Regions from separate parts of the Sus scrofa genome. Here region 1 is linked to region 2. A link is a contact called in public HiChIP or PLAC-seq data. All regions are on one chromosome and are shown on one strand. Each heading gives the region's core, a stretch centred on a gene start, on an enhancer-like site or on the middle of the called end of the contact. The rest is flanking DNA. Distances are from core to core; before and after follow the strand shown.

The links. HiChIP or PLAC-seq counts read pairs in DNA pulled down with a chosen protein or histone mark.
Region 1: a contact with region 2 is called in an H3K27ac HiChIP or PLAC-seq map of skeletal muscle. The contact joins the promoter of CRY2 here to the promoter of PACSIN3 in region 2. A contact is called at or near these places in 1 of 5 promoter capture datasets (liver) and 1 of 2 datasets of contacts at active chromatin or transcription factors (skeletal muscle).

The regions. Positions count from the first base shown.
Region 1 is chr2:16,616,358-16,623,047 of Sscrofa11.1, reverse strand. CRY2 (cryptochrome-2) reads left to right here and starts at 2,668. Exons shown (of 12, transcript XM_021083144.1): 1 at 2,668-2,944. The coding sequence starts at 2,727.
Region 2 is chr2:15,376,265-15,382,850 of Sscrofa11.1, reverse strand. PACSIN3 (protein kinase C and casein kinase substrate in neurons protein 3) reads right to left here and starts at 2,554. Exons shown (of 10, transcript XM_021085228.1): 1 at 2,394-2,554.

The DNA.
Region 1 (6,690 bases), core at 1,419-3,918, 1.2 Mb before region 2:
AACATACATACAAACATGTGATATGGCTCCAAAACCATACATACAAATATGTGATATGGCTCCAGTCATTAAGTGAAAGATAAAATGAGGTCCGCGTTCAAGTTCAGCAAGCTCATGATCCGTAGGACCAAGGACAGGAATTTAAGGGAAAGATGAGATTTCAAAGCAGGAGACCCTCATTATGCAGAAACCAGAGATGATTCAACATATTTTAGCATCTGTTACCACCCTTCTGCTGATGTGAAGAAAAATCAGCACCATGAAAGTCCTCGTGTGACCTCATAGGGTCAAACACTCTCTTACCCAATAGGAAGGAGGAGCTATGACGTAAGCCTGACGTCTACCTGAAGAATGAGGAAGAAGCGCATTTCCCCTCTCCCTCCACTTTCCTTGGATTATAAAAATATAGCCCATCTAATCCTCGGGGCTGAGCCTCCTCACCTGCCCACTTGTATCCCTCACAAGTGTCCTATCTCAATAAAGCTATTTCTTACCTATCCATTTGTCTCACAGAAATCCTTCTGCACTGAGGCACAAAGAACCTGAGTCTCACTAAGTCTAGATACCAGGTCAGTGGTTCTAATTTTTTTTGAAAAAGTGGGTTCAAGTTCCAATCTGGGTTTAGGCTGGATTCCAGTCAGAGGTGTTTGGGTTTCTTTTGGAGAGAGTATTCAAAACTAAGAACAGGATCAGGACTGAGATAGGCCATTAAAGTTCCTGCCAACCTGAGATTCTAGCCCCTGTTCAATTTTTACCCAAATGATCCTTGAACATTAAGGGTCAAGCACTGAGCTAGACCCTGGAAATACAGCTGTAGACAAGCCACAGTCCTAGCCCTCCAGGGTGTTTTAATCTAATGAGGCAGACAGACAGATAAGAAATTCCACTACCATACATTAAGGTCAGTGTTAATAAGAAGCAGTTCCCTGGTGGCTGAGCGGGTAAGATCTGGCGTCACTGGTGTGGCTCTGGTTATTGCTGTGGCGTGGGTTTGACCCCTGGCCTGGGAACTTCCGTATAAACAAAAATAATTTTAAGAAATTAAGAAGCACAGAATGAGATGGGGCACTATGAAGGCTGGGAGCAGACAGCAAGTGACATCTACACTGAGCAGTGACATAGGACAAACTGAAGTTAGAAGGTGTGTGGGGGGGGTGTTCAGGGTGTGATCCAGGTTGGAGGGAACAGTTTGTGCAAAGCCCTGGCAATGAGAGCGCCTAGGATTGTAACAACACTGTGGTTTAGACAGTTGTGCCAATTAGTGCCACTCACTTGCGGATTAAATTGCTAACTTCCTTCATTGCTCATTCCCAAATTCAGGAAGGGTGCCACCTAGAGCCAAATTGAGACGGCCTCTCCATTTGATAATGCCAAAGCTCCAGGCTAGCTTAGCCCACCATCAACACATCAGTGGGGGTGTTTACAGGCTTCTCCTATCATTCACTCATTCAGTCAATCAGCAAGCCCTGTGCTCGACTCCAGAAGAGGGCTCCACCTGGCTCTCTTGGGGACGCGTGGGGAATATCCTCCACATCTCTGAACCCCACACAGACTCCAGTTCAGTCCTTTACACTCAGAGTTACCCCTAAGTCTATGACAGAACTAAAAGAAAAATTCATGTGATGGCTTTTTTTTTTCCCTCTTGCTTTTTAGAGCATATCTGCAGAGTTTGGAGGTTCCCAGGCTAGGAGCTGAATCGGATCTACTGCTAGCCACAGCAACTCAGGATCTGAGCCGCGTCTGCAGCCTACATCACAGTTCACAGCAACACCAGATCTTAACCCACTGAGCAAGCCCAGGGATCAAACCCTCATCCTCTTGGATACTAGTCGGGTTCATTACCGCTGAGCCACAAACTGGGAATTCCAATGATGACCTAATTACAATCTCAACCCACATTCTCCACAATTCCAGTCCCTAATCCCAACCCCTCTACTGCAGCACATCAGGGCCCACACTTTGGACTCTACTACTTGTAAATGCCAAGTTGCTCAACGCTGACAGAGGTGTAGTATTGTGGATAAAAGCAGAAACTTCAGATTCTGAATAATCCTGGTAGAAGTATTAGCTGTATGATATTGAGCATGTTACTCAACCTGCAGCAGCCTCGGTTTTCTTTGTCGGTAAAATGAAAACAGCTCTTTCACTAGGGTTTGTTGAAAGAATGCAACTCGTCTGAGTTTACAGCAGTAAAGGAGACAGCAGCGTAAGGGTATTATCACGTTGGTTGGCATCTAATGGAAGCTGTATTAGAATGCTGTAATGATGTATGTATAGAGTGTGGTAGATGATTATATTGATGACGAAGATGATGTAGGACAGCCGGTGGTCTGTCCTTTTAAGTCATTTGCTGGAGTCACAGCAACCCTCGCCAGCCCACACAGCTTCCAGCGCCAGGCCCTAAAAAAGGAAGCTGAGCTCCGCCGTTCCTCGGACTTGGTCCACGCCCAGACCTCCTTGGGGACCGCCAGCCTGCGTCACTAGCCCAGCCCTCCGGCTCCTCCCGGCAGGGCCCACACATGGTGGGAACGTGAGGAGGCGGGGCCAGACATGGTGCCTCTAACCAATCGCCCGGCAGGAGGCGCCCAGCCAATAGCAGAGGCGCTCCAGGGCCTGAGGGCGGGGCTCCAAAGAGTAGCGGCGCGTCATAGGTCACTGGGCCAGCTGGGGGCCGGGCTCGCGGCGCCGACGGGGGCGGAGCGGCCGCAGTCAGAGCAGTCCAGGCAATGATGGCGGCGGCTGTGGCGACCGCTGCGGCGTCCTCCCCGGCTCCCGCTGCCGGCGCGGAAGGCGCCTCTTCGGTGCACTGGTTCCGCAAGGGGCTGCGGCTCCACGACAACCCGGCGCTGCTGGCGGCGGTTCGCGGGGCGCACTGCGTGCGCTGTGTTTACATCCTCGACCCTTGGTTCGCGGCCTCCTCTTCAGTCGGGATCAACCGGTGGAGGTGAGGGGGCCCCGGGCGGGTTTGCGGGTCCGGGGAGCGCAGTCTAGCCTCTGAGGCACGTACCCTAAGAGGGGGGAGGCTCTGGCCCCAGTCCCCTCTGCTGAAAGCCCCCGACCTGAAAGAGATGGGGCAGGGAGGCGCAGCTGAGTCTCCAGTGGGGAGAAGCCGCGACGTGGGTAGCAATTAGTCCCATAGTTAGGGCTTGGGTGGGCCAGGGCTCAACCTCTGGCACGGCGCGTTCTCACTGTGTTATCCCTTTTGGTCCTCACGACGTCCCCGTGAAACAAAAATCATGATCCTCATTGTACCGATGAGACTCTGGAGTCTTAGAGATACAAAGTTGACCTGCCCAAGGACTTGCAGCCGGCGAGTGGCAGAACAGGGACTCCTGGTCTAGGGTTCTTAGGGTTGTGCTCAGGGAGGGGAGGACGGGAGCTATTGCGGTATGAGGGCCGGGACAGGTTTCTGAAATAGCACGGCAGACACCTGCATTCTTCAAGAGCGCTCCTGAAGGTCGTCTTAAGCTTAAGCCTCTGGTTTGTGTGAATTCATTTTTTCACCTATCCTGTCTTCCTTCCACCAAGATCATCCAGTCTCTGGAGGTGTCTAGAGACTCTGACTTAGCATTAGGTAGGGCAGGTGCCTTTGCTCCTTTATTGTAAATAAAAGAACATGCTCTCAAGGGCACGTTCATTGAGAGGCACTCTGTGTCCTGGGCTAGAGAGCAGACAGCAGTACTTAACCTATTTTGGAGAATTCCCTCAGCAGCTATGGGCTTGCTAAGGAAAAAAGCAGGAGGGGGGAGGAAGAAGAAAAAGAAACAAAGAGTCCCTTACTTCCTCCTCTTCTCTTGAGATTGATTTTAAAGGACAGTTGAGCCTGTAGATTAGACTCTTGTCAGCTGATGTGCTAAGATTTGGGAGCAGGCAAGCTGTGATACCAAGGGGCCCTCTTTGATGACTCCCAGGATCATGGGAAAAGTTTAACAGGTAGTTGATGTGTTTTCTCCATAACCAGTGTTTAAAACAAAGGTGTTCTGAGACATTGTGTACCCGTCTCTCTTTAACAAGTCTGGCAGTCGTCCTCTAGTTTGTTTGCATTGTTCTGGAGGTGTTTGCTTGTGGCCTTGTTGCACTGAGGGGCAGAGTTATTCCCAGGATACGCTGGCTCCCCATTCTTTCCTCTCCAAGGTGTGTGCCCTGCTAGGAGAGTGAGTGCTTCTAGCAGTGGGTCTATTAAATGCCCCCCTCCTGCCCCATTTATATGGAGGGAACAGCTAAAGATAGTTCTGTGGAGAGCCTGCCCACACAGTTTTCAGTCTGCTCTATTACTCGGCCCTTGCTCCAGTTTCTCTAGATAGGAGGTTGGGCTGACAAACATCCTCAAATGACCAGCCATCCCTAGTGTGGACTTAGCTTGGACTAAGCCTCAGACTTTGCCCCTCTCCTGATGGCAGTGTGCCAGTCAGAGCAGAGTAATTAGACTCCAGACTACTTGTTTGTTACATTGTCAAGGAGTTTCTTCTTTTATGGGATTTGAGGAATGTGGCATAAAATTGCCTGTTCCTTTGCAGTAGTGGAGATTAAAAATCAACAACAGGTGGTCCCATTGTGGCTCGGTGGTTAAGGATCCCTGGCTTCGCTCAGTGGGTTGAGGATCCAGCATTGCCGTCAGCTGTGGTGTAGGTCACAGATGCGGCTCGGATCTGGCATTGCTGTGGCTATGGCTTAGGCTGGCAGTTACAGCTCCTATTTGACCCCTAGCCTGGGAACCTCCAAATGCCGCAAGCGTGGCCCTAAAAAGACAAAAAAAAAAAAACCAACAACAAAACCTCTGTTGCTTATTAAACTCAGATTCTCTAGAAACTAGGTATTTAGAGATTTTTGTGGGTCACCCTTTTGTAATTGTGCTGTTGAGTGAGTAAAAGAAAAAGAATGTGGCAGCTCAGATGCCTATATCAAATCCTGAAGTCAGAGGCTGTGTAGGAATGCAGATGTTAATTGAGCGTTTAATGAGCACCTAATATCTGCCAGGCACTACTCTAGGGGCTGCTAGGAGCACAGCAGGGAACAAGCAGATGTGTCCAGAGCTCCTGGAGCTTACATTTTCATGTAGGAAGACAAGCAAACAGCTATAACTTGGTAGAACTAAGTGCTGTGAAATAAATAAAATCGGGGACAGACTGTAGCAATGGGTGTCAACCTTGCCACGCGTGAGAATCATTTAAGTATCTTTAAAAGATGGCTGGGCCCACTTCTCTCCCAATTCTGATTTCATTGACTTGGGTACTAGGGTCTTTAAAGCTGTCATGTGCAGCAAAGCCAGAGAAGTGGACCACAGAGTCCGGCAACTTGGGATATGTGTTGCAGTGCATTGGCAGGAAGTCTGATTGGTTTTGGTATCAGAAGAAAGAGGTGAAATAACACAAAGCAGATTGAATACAATAAATGCTCCTGGGCCTGGGCACAGACACACACCTACCACCGCCTCTATACTCTTTGCTCTCAGAATCAGAGTGAGGGCATACCTGCAGACTGTTTATTTTTAGAGCTGCACCCTAGGCATATGGAGGTTCCCAGACTAGGGGTCGAATTGGAGCTGTTGCTACCAGCCTACGCCACAGCCACAGCAACGCCAGATCCTTAACCCACTGATCGAGGCCGGGGATCAAACCCACAACCTCATGATTCCTAGTTGTATTCATTTCTGCTGCACCACGATGGGAGCTCCTCCAGATTTGCAGACTGTTTAATGCACTCGGTTGGGGGTTGGTAGGAGTGATGGAGCCAGCTCTACCTCTGGGTTAACTACGATATGTGCAGTCTTCCTGTTTCTGGATCTGGAAGTGATCTAGGAGAATTGTGCTGCAGCGTAACGTCCTAGCTCTGCAAATACTTCAGTTGCTGCCTCTGAGAAGCCTCCCTCAGAAGAGTGGGCCCTGGGCCATCTGGAAGGGTGGGGGGAATCAGAATCTGTATCTCTGTTATCCTCCTCATTTCCTGTACTGACTCCCACACAGCGTTTTTCAGCAGATGAATCAGATTAAAATAACCATGAATGGCACTTTCTAAGAGTAAAAGTGGACAGAGAAAGGCGACCAAGAATATGTATGTGTATTAGCATAGGAGAAGGGCTAGCATACTCCTTGCGTTGGTGGTAGTGGGAACTTTATAAGCTAATCGTAGTGATAGGAACCTCAGGACTTTTTTTGGTCAAGTGCTAGTTAGCTAATCCCTTTGCCATTTTCCCCAGCTCTACCCTCCCAAAATTTACTGCATCTGAAAGGAAGTATTGCAGTGAGAACAAAAAAATGGAAAAGAGGGGAGGGGGTTTCGAGCTACTTCTAGATTTAAAAAGGGCTACCCAAAATAATCCCTTGCAGTTTTTCATTACCTTTCTCTCCCTGCTGCAACCTAGATATTGTCGGCAACGATTCACTTCGCCCTTTTCTCCCTAGCTCTGGGCTGCACCCGTGTTCAGGAGCTTCTGGGACAGAGGGAGTTGGTAGAAAGAACGTATCAGCCCAGATCTCTCAGGATTAATAAGTAAGGTGACCTGGGGACTCCCCATGACGCCTGGTGAGAAGAAGTGTGTCTCTCCTCCCAGCGCTGGGAGCTAAACACTGTTGGGCTGTTCTTGCTGAAACTCGGTCACCACGAAGCGGGTTGAGAGCTATGGTCTTCTGGCAGGGAGGTTTAAGTGAGCTGTTCACACGGCCGCCCGAGTGAGTCACTGTATTGTTCTGC
Region 2 (6,586 bases), core at 1,305-3,804:
GGCACAGGAGGGGGCGGTCCACTGGTCCAGAGAGGGGCACTTAGGTAGAATCAGCAGCCGGAGAGAAGCGGGAGGCTGGGGGAGGGGGTGGCGCGGGGAAGGAGGAGGAGGCAGGGCCAGGGAGGGGCATAACAAAGGGGCACTTTTGGAAACCCGACCTGCCGCCTGAGGTGCCTGCTCCCTGATGACGCACTCCAAACCCGGAGCCCTCACACCAAACCACCCAGCCCAAGGGCTGCCGGTCTCTGGCCCCAACCCTCATGGACGGCACCCTTCCACCAGCCTCTCTGGCGGCCGGCGCCGCACAACTCGCAGCCCAAGGAACCCACGCGGAGCGGTCGGGCCAGGCCTAGCCATGGAGACTCCAGGACTAATTGGCCAAACTTGTTGAACTTGGCCTCGGCGGGGGTGGAGCCAGCCGGTCACCGCTCAGCGGAGGGGGCGCACCCTGCCTTGGCCGGCGCCGCCGTGTACTCCAGATGGTGGCCAGGGACAGCGGCCCCAGGAATTTGAGCTCTTTGCAAAGAACGAGGGGTCTCTAGGGATCAAGGTCCCTCCTGGGGTCCCAGGGCGATTTGGGGGCTTTTAGGGACCCCAGGAGATGGTGTGGCCTGCCAACCCCGACGCCTCCCTCCCCCTGGCAGGTCTGGGAAATTGTCGGGTGCGCTGCGCCGCAGATGAGGCACCCTGTCGGCTCAGCGGCAGCTCTTGCAGTCTTCCCGCAGGGCGCGGCGGCCGGGGGCTCCCCCGGCGGGAGTCGGTCCCATTGCAAACTTTCGGAGCGGGAGGAGGAGAGGGCGGGCTCGAGCAGCAGCTCCTGCCGCCGCCTCCCCACGGTCCCCGCCCGGGCAGCACTCACCGCGTCCTCCCTGGGCGCCTCGGCGGGTGGGGGTCTGGCCACGCTCCTGCCCGAGTCCTGCGGCTCCCAGGCCGGGGCCACCGCCTCCCGGAGTGCGCCGGGCCCTCCCCCGGGAAGCCCAGCCCCCGGCCCCGCCCTCTCCTCGGCTCTGCTGCCCCAACCCCACCGGCTAGCGGCGGGGGCGCAGGAGCTGCCTGCATCGCGGCTCCAGGGGCGCGGGCCTTGGGGTCTTGGGTCCCGAATGAGGGCCGACTCTCCTGGGTGGTGCCTCGGCGCTATAGGGAGTCAGATTTCGGCTTTGCCCCTCCCAGGCCTCCTCAGAGCCTGGGAGACCAGTGGAAGCGGGAAGGGATGGGGCCTGCACCGGCTCCCTTTGGAGGGAGGTCTGGGGCTACACTGCCTTACTCTTTTTGCTGAGCACAGCTTTCTTAGTTAGAAATTAGCTCCGACGAGGCTCATAACCATCCTCTTGCAAGCATTAGGGCTCCCGTTGAATAGATGCAGAAAGTGAGGCTCAGAGACCTCAGAGCTGTAGTCAGGCAGGTCCGGGACTCCAAAGACCCCTTCCTTGCACAGCCCTCCTTGCCAGTCTGGGGGCCCATTCTGAGGACTAGGTCTGACTTCGGTGGGGGTGGGGCAGAAAGGCTTGAGCTCCTCCCCCTCCGCGTTATTCCCAGATAGTGTATCACGATTCTTTTTTTTTTAACTCAATGAATCTTATTACATTTATAGTTCACCACAACGATCATCACAACCCAATTACGATTCATTCTTAAACCCCTTCGCCCTTCCATCCCCTTTGTCAGCTACCAAAGGTTTGGTAGATCTTTCCAGAATGCCCCGATACCACCCCCCACACTGAATAAATCCCTTCTTCCTCACCCCCTTGCCCCCCACCCCGAGACATTTCGGAGCCTATCCGTCGGTTATTTATATCCACTGGAGCGGTCCAAGAATGTTCCGAGGCTGACCTAACCGCCACCTGCTCGACCGCCTCTCCCTTCCCGCTCCCTCTAGGGCTGGGGGACCCGCGGCGCTGCCCTCCGTCTGGCAGCAGAAAGGGGGCGCAGGTCGCCGGAATCCGACGCCTGGGCCGCTCCGGGAGTCCGAGCGGCCCAAGTTGCTGGGGGTTGCAAACCCTCCCGCGTGCTCTGAGGAGCGCCTCCCCAGAGGACAGAGCGGCGCTCTGGGAGGCCAAGAGCCATGCTGTTCTCCCCGCAGCACGTACTCTTCGTCCCCACCCGCTGCAGCCCCACCCCCGCCCCCACTCCTTGAGGAGTGTGAGTATGAGAGCACAGATTTTCAAACGGCAGCTTTAAAAATAGCAAAATTATGTAGTTTCTAAATCCCGGAGGAATCACGTTCGCGTTCTTTGGGCAGATAAATCTGCTCATAAAATGGAAAGGGGGCCTAAAGAGAATGAATGGGAGTAATTTCAGGTGGTAATTTTAGCTGCTGAGGGCTGACTTCTCCGCAGTCCTTGTGGGAGGGTGCAATCGTCAGCTGGGCACCTGAGACAGCTGCGCAATCGTACCTGAGTAGTGGATCCTTGCCTTGGCGCTCACAGGGTGTGTACGCAGCAGAACGTAGCTTCTGAAACAAGTTTCAACACCCACTCTCTCTGTTGGGACTTGGACAAGTCCTTTTTCCTCCATATCTGTTTCTACCTCTGTGAAACATGACGGGTGACTGGGCTGACCTCCCAAATGGGCATGTGCCCCAGCTAATTAATGATTGTAAAACAACTAACTGCAAATCAGAGGAGCTGAGGTAATAGCTAATGACAGCCATAAGGTTCTGTATTATTCAAAATCAGTTAACATCCCACCTAGTGCCTGGGGGCCTCTAGGCACCTGGACAGAAAGTGTGAAAACACAAGAATGAAGTTAATTACAGGAGCCACCTATTAAAACCCTATTAAAAATAAAGGCTGCAAGCCAGGCTTTGGGATCTGAGGAAGCTAGGTCACAGAGAGACTCAGAAAACAGGGCTGTTCATCAGACCACAAGAGGGAATGCTAGTGGAAAACATCTGGCTTCCCCTGGGTTCAGATCTGGAGGCAGCAAGCAGAAATGTTGCAGCTGATCTTAATTGCCTCTAAAGTACTGCAGGGAGAAAAAATAAACCAAAACCCAGGGATACTAAGCTGCTTCAAGGGTGAAAGGAGACAGAGCTAACCTTGGAAAGCCAACCCCTGCCAGTGCTGCCCCAGGGCTCATATGTCTGTGCTCTGTGGCCAGAGCCCCTACACATTCACAGGGCTCCACCGTGAGGTACACAACTTGAACAGAGTTTAAGATGAGATGCCCGAGGTCAGAGACTAAGCGGACAGAAACCCAGAGACGCAGCTTGGCTCAGGGCACCAGGCGGCAGATTGGTCCAAAGCCCAAGTTCACAACACTCACAGACTCACCTTGACTTTCTGGAATGTCCTAACCACAGTACCTTCATTATTTATTTATGCCTTCATTCATCCAGTCAAGAAAACATTTGAATTTTGGCTTTATGCTTAGCCGTATGCTGGGTGTTGGGAATACAAAGACCAATAAGGCAGAGCCATAAGTTTATGATAATGAGATAATATGGACAGGAAGTACTATGGGAAAACAGAAGCAGAAGAGACCACCTTTCACTGAGTGATGACACTTGACTGGTCTTGATGAACAGGAATGAGTCATGTGCAGAGGCATTCTAGGCGGGAGCACTAGGGTGTGCCAAGCCCCAGAGGTGTTAGCTTATGACTTGGTGACCCAGCAATTCCACTTTTTGGTATCTACCCTAGACAAACATGTACAAGTGCAGAAAAAGGTACAGGGAAATTTGTGTATAGTATTTTTTTGCAATAAGGGAAAAACTGCAAACAGATGTCAATCAAGAGGGCAATGGTTGAATAATCCTAAAGTTCACTCATGCTGTGGGTTGCTCTGCAACATTTAAAGCACAGTGTAGATAGAGATGTGGAGGGTTGGGGGGGTATTTTTGGCTTTTAAGGGCTCACCCGAGACATATGGAGGTTCCCAGGCTAGGGGTCGAATTGGAGCTGTAGTGGCTGGCCTACACCATAGCCACAGCAGCACAGGATCCGAGACACGTCTGCAACCTACAACACAGCTCACAGCAACACAGGATCCTTAACCCACTGAGCAAGGCCAGGGATGGAACCTTTGTCCTCATGGATGCTCGTCAGATTCATTTCCGCTGAACCACAACAAGAACTCTCAAGTTGTTTTCTTATATGAAGATCCCCAAGACACTATTGAATAAAAAAAAGCAAAGTTGCAGAACACTCAAAATATTCAGAGAATACACACCAAACTGATCATGGTGATTCTCTCTAGTGGCAACAGTTTGGGGCAGTTCCAGACTAAAATATCTAGAATACTGAGCTCAGGATGGAGTGAAGGCACATGGGAGCTGAGGCTGGAAAGATGGGATGGGATTGAATGGTGAAGATTTTCGAGACGGGCTAAGGAGTTTAGACTTTATACTATAGGCAGTGAGAAATGTGAATGGCAGTGACTCCATCTTTTAAAAGTTATCCTTTGAAAAGGTAACTCTGGCAGCCCTTCGAAGTGTAGATTAGAGCAGGCAGAGGGCTGCAGGAAGGGCTTATCTCCTCGGAGGGCTGCCATTTCTCTCCAGGGCCTCTGGACATTGCCCCAGCATTCCAGGCAGGCAGCTGAGTAAAGTATTCTGATTTAACAGCTATGTTTTTAAGAGCTCAGGCAACCCCAGGTGTAAAAACTGGTCTGAGTTTTTGAGAAGGGTTAACTTCAGTGGGAGGAGCTGTTTCTGGATTGGAACGCAGGAAGAACAGCAGATGGATGGCATTAGAGTGAAAATGTGTGGCAGGTTTCAGAGTGGGGCCTGTAGAGAAAGCTTCTCCAGGGTCAGGAATTTGCCCCGAGCATATTCTTTGGAAGGTACTGTTGCATAGTCCATGCTTCAGCTCCATAGGCAAGGGGTCTGCTCAGGAAGCCGGCTCTGGTTCATCGGGGCCCCAAAGTCCACGGGGGACCTCCTTTTTTCTGAAACGGGAGTTCCAGTGGAGGATCCACTAATTTAGCTGACGTTCAGGGAACACCCGGTATGCCAGACACAATGCTGGGTATTTGGTTCAGTGCCAACAAAGCAGACATGGTCCCAGACTCCATGGAGTTTTCCACTAATATCAAATAAAGGCCTGAATACATAATTACAAGTTGTGATGTGTTTCAAAGAGGGGGAGAAAAGATACAGTATTATGAGAGAATAATAACAGGAGGAGCATAATTTCAATTGGGGCCTCGGGGGTCAGAGAAGACCTTTCTTAGGAAGTTTAAGTTTCTCTACCCCTAAAGGCCCAAAAGTCCCCAAAGACGAATGGAAGTTAGCCAGGTAAAGAGAAAACCTAGAAAACAGCATCCAGGGGAGTTCCCATGTGGCTCAGCAGGTCAAGACCCTGACTAATATCCATGAGGATGCGGGTTCAATCCCTAGCCTTGCTCAGTGGGTTAAGGATCCAGTGTTGCCGCAAGCTGCAGCAAAGGTTGCAGATCTGGCATTGCTGTGGCTGTGGTGTAGGCTAGCAGCTGCAGCTCCGATTTGACCCAATTTGACCCCTAGACTGGACACTTCCATATGCCGCAGGTGTGGCCCTAAAAGGAAAAAAAAAGAAAAGAAGACAGCATCCACGCAGAAGGAGAGATGTGTGCAAAGGCCCTGAAATGAGAACTTGACCTGGGAAAGAAGCGTAGAGTGGGCAGGGTGTGGTGAATGAGAGGGTGAGAGGTCCAGGGTGAGGTAAGAGGGGCAGTGTCTGGCAGCACCCAGACACTGCAGGCTTTGTTTTATTCTGAGTGCAGAATTTAATCTGAGGAAGGACCTGTATGTCTTTCTGGATGTTGTGTGAGGAACAGATTAGAGCAGGGAAACAGCAAACTGTAGCTTGGATAGCCCACAAGCTAAGAATGGTTTTTACATTGTTAAATGGTTGAAAAGTACCAGGAGTTCCCTTGCAGTGCAGCAGGTTAAGGATCCCAAGTTGTCACTGAGCAGCTCAGGTTGCTGCTGTGGCATGGGTTCGATCCCTGGCAGGGGAACTTTCACCTGCTACGGGCATGGCAAAAAAAAAAAAGTTTAATAGTTGAGAATCAAAAGAAGAAGAACACTTTGTGATACTTGAAGGTTATGTTGAATTCAAATTTCAGTGTCAATAATTTCAATTATTTAATTAAATTAATTTTTTTTTGTCTTTTGTCTTTTTAGGGCCGCACCTGCGGCATATGGAGGTTCCCAGACTAGAGGTCTAATCGGAGCTGTAGCCACCGGCCTACGCCAGAGCCACAGCAATGCCGGATCCGAGCGGCGTTTGTGACCTACACCACAGCTCACAGCAACACTGGATCCTTAGCCCACTGAGCAAGGCCAGGGATCGAACCTCATCGTTTCTAGTCGGATTCCTTAACCACTGAGCCACAATGGGAACTTCTGAAATTAAATTTTTTGATAAAGTTTTATTGGCACAGAGCCTGCTTATTTGCTTACAAATTGTCTCCAGCTGCTTTGGCACTACAGTGGCAGAGTTGAGTGGTTGTCATGGAAACTCCACAAAGCCTAAAATATTTACTGTCAAGCCCATTATGCAAAAATTTTCCCAACTCCTAGATTAGAGGGAGACCAGCTAGGAGGTTACGGAAGTCATCAGCTGTGGGATGACAAGGGCTTGTTCTAGGTGGTGGCCGTGGA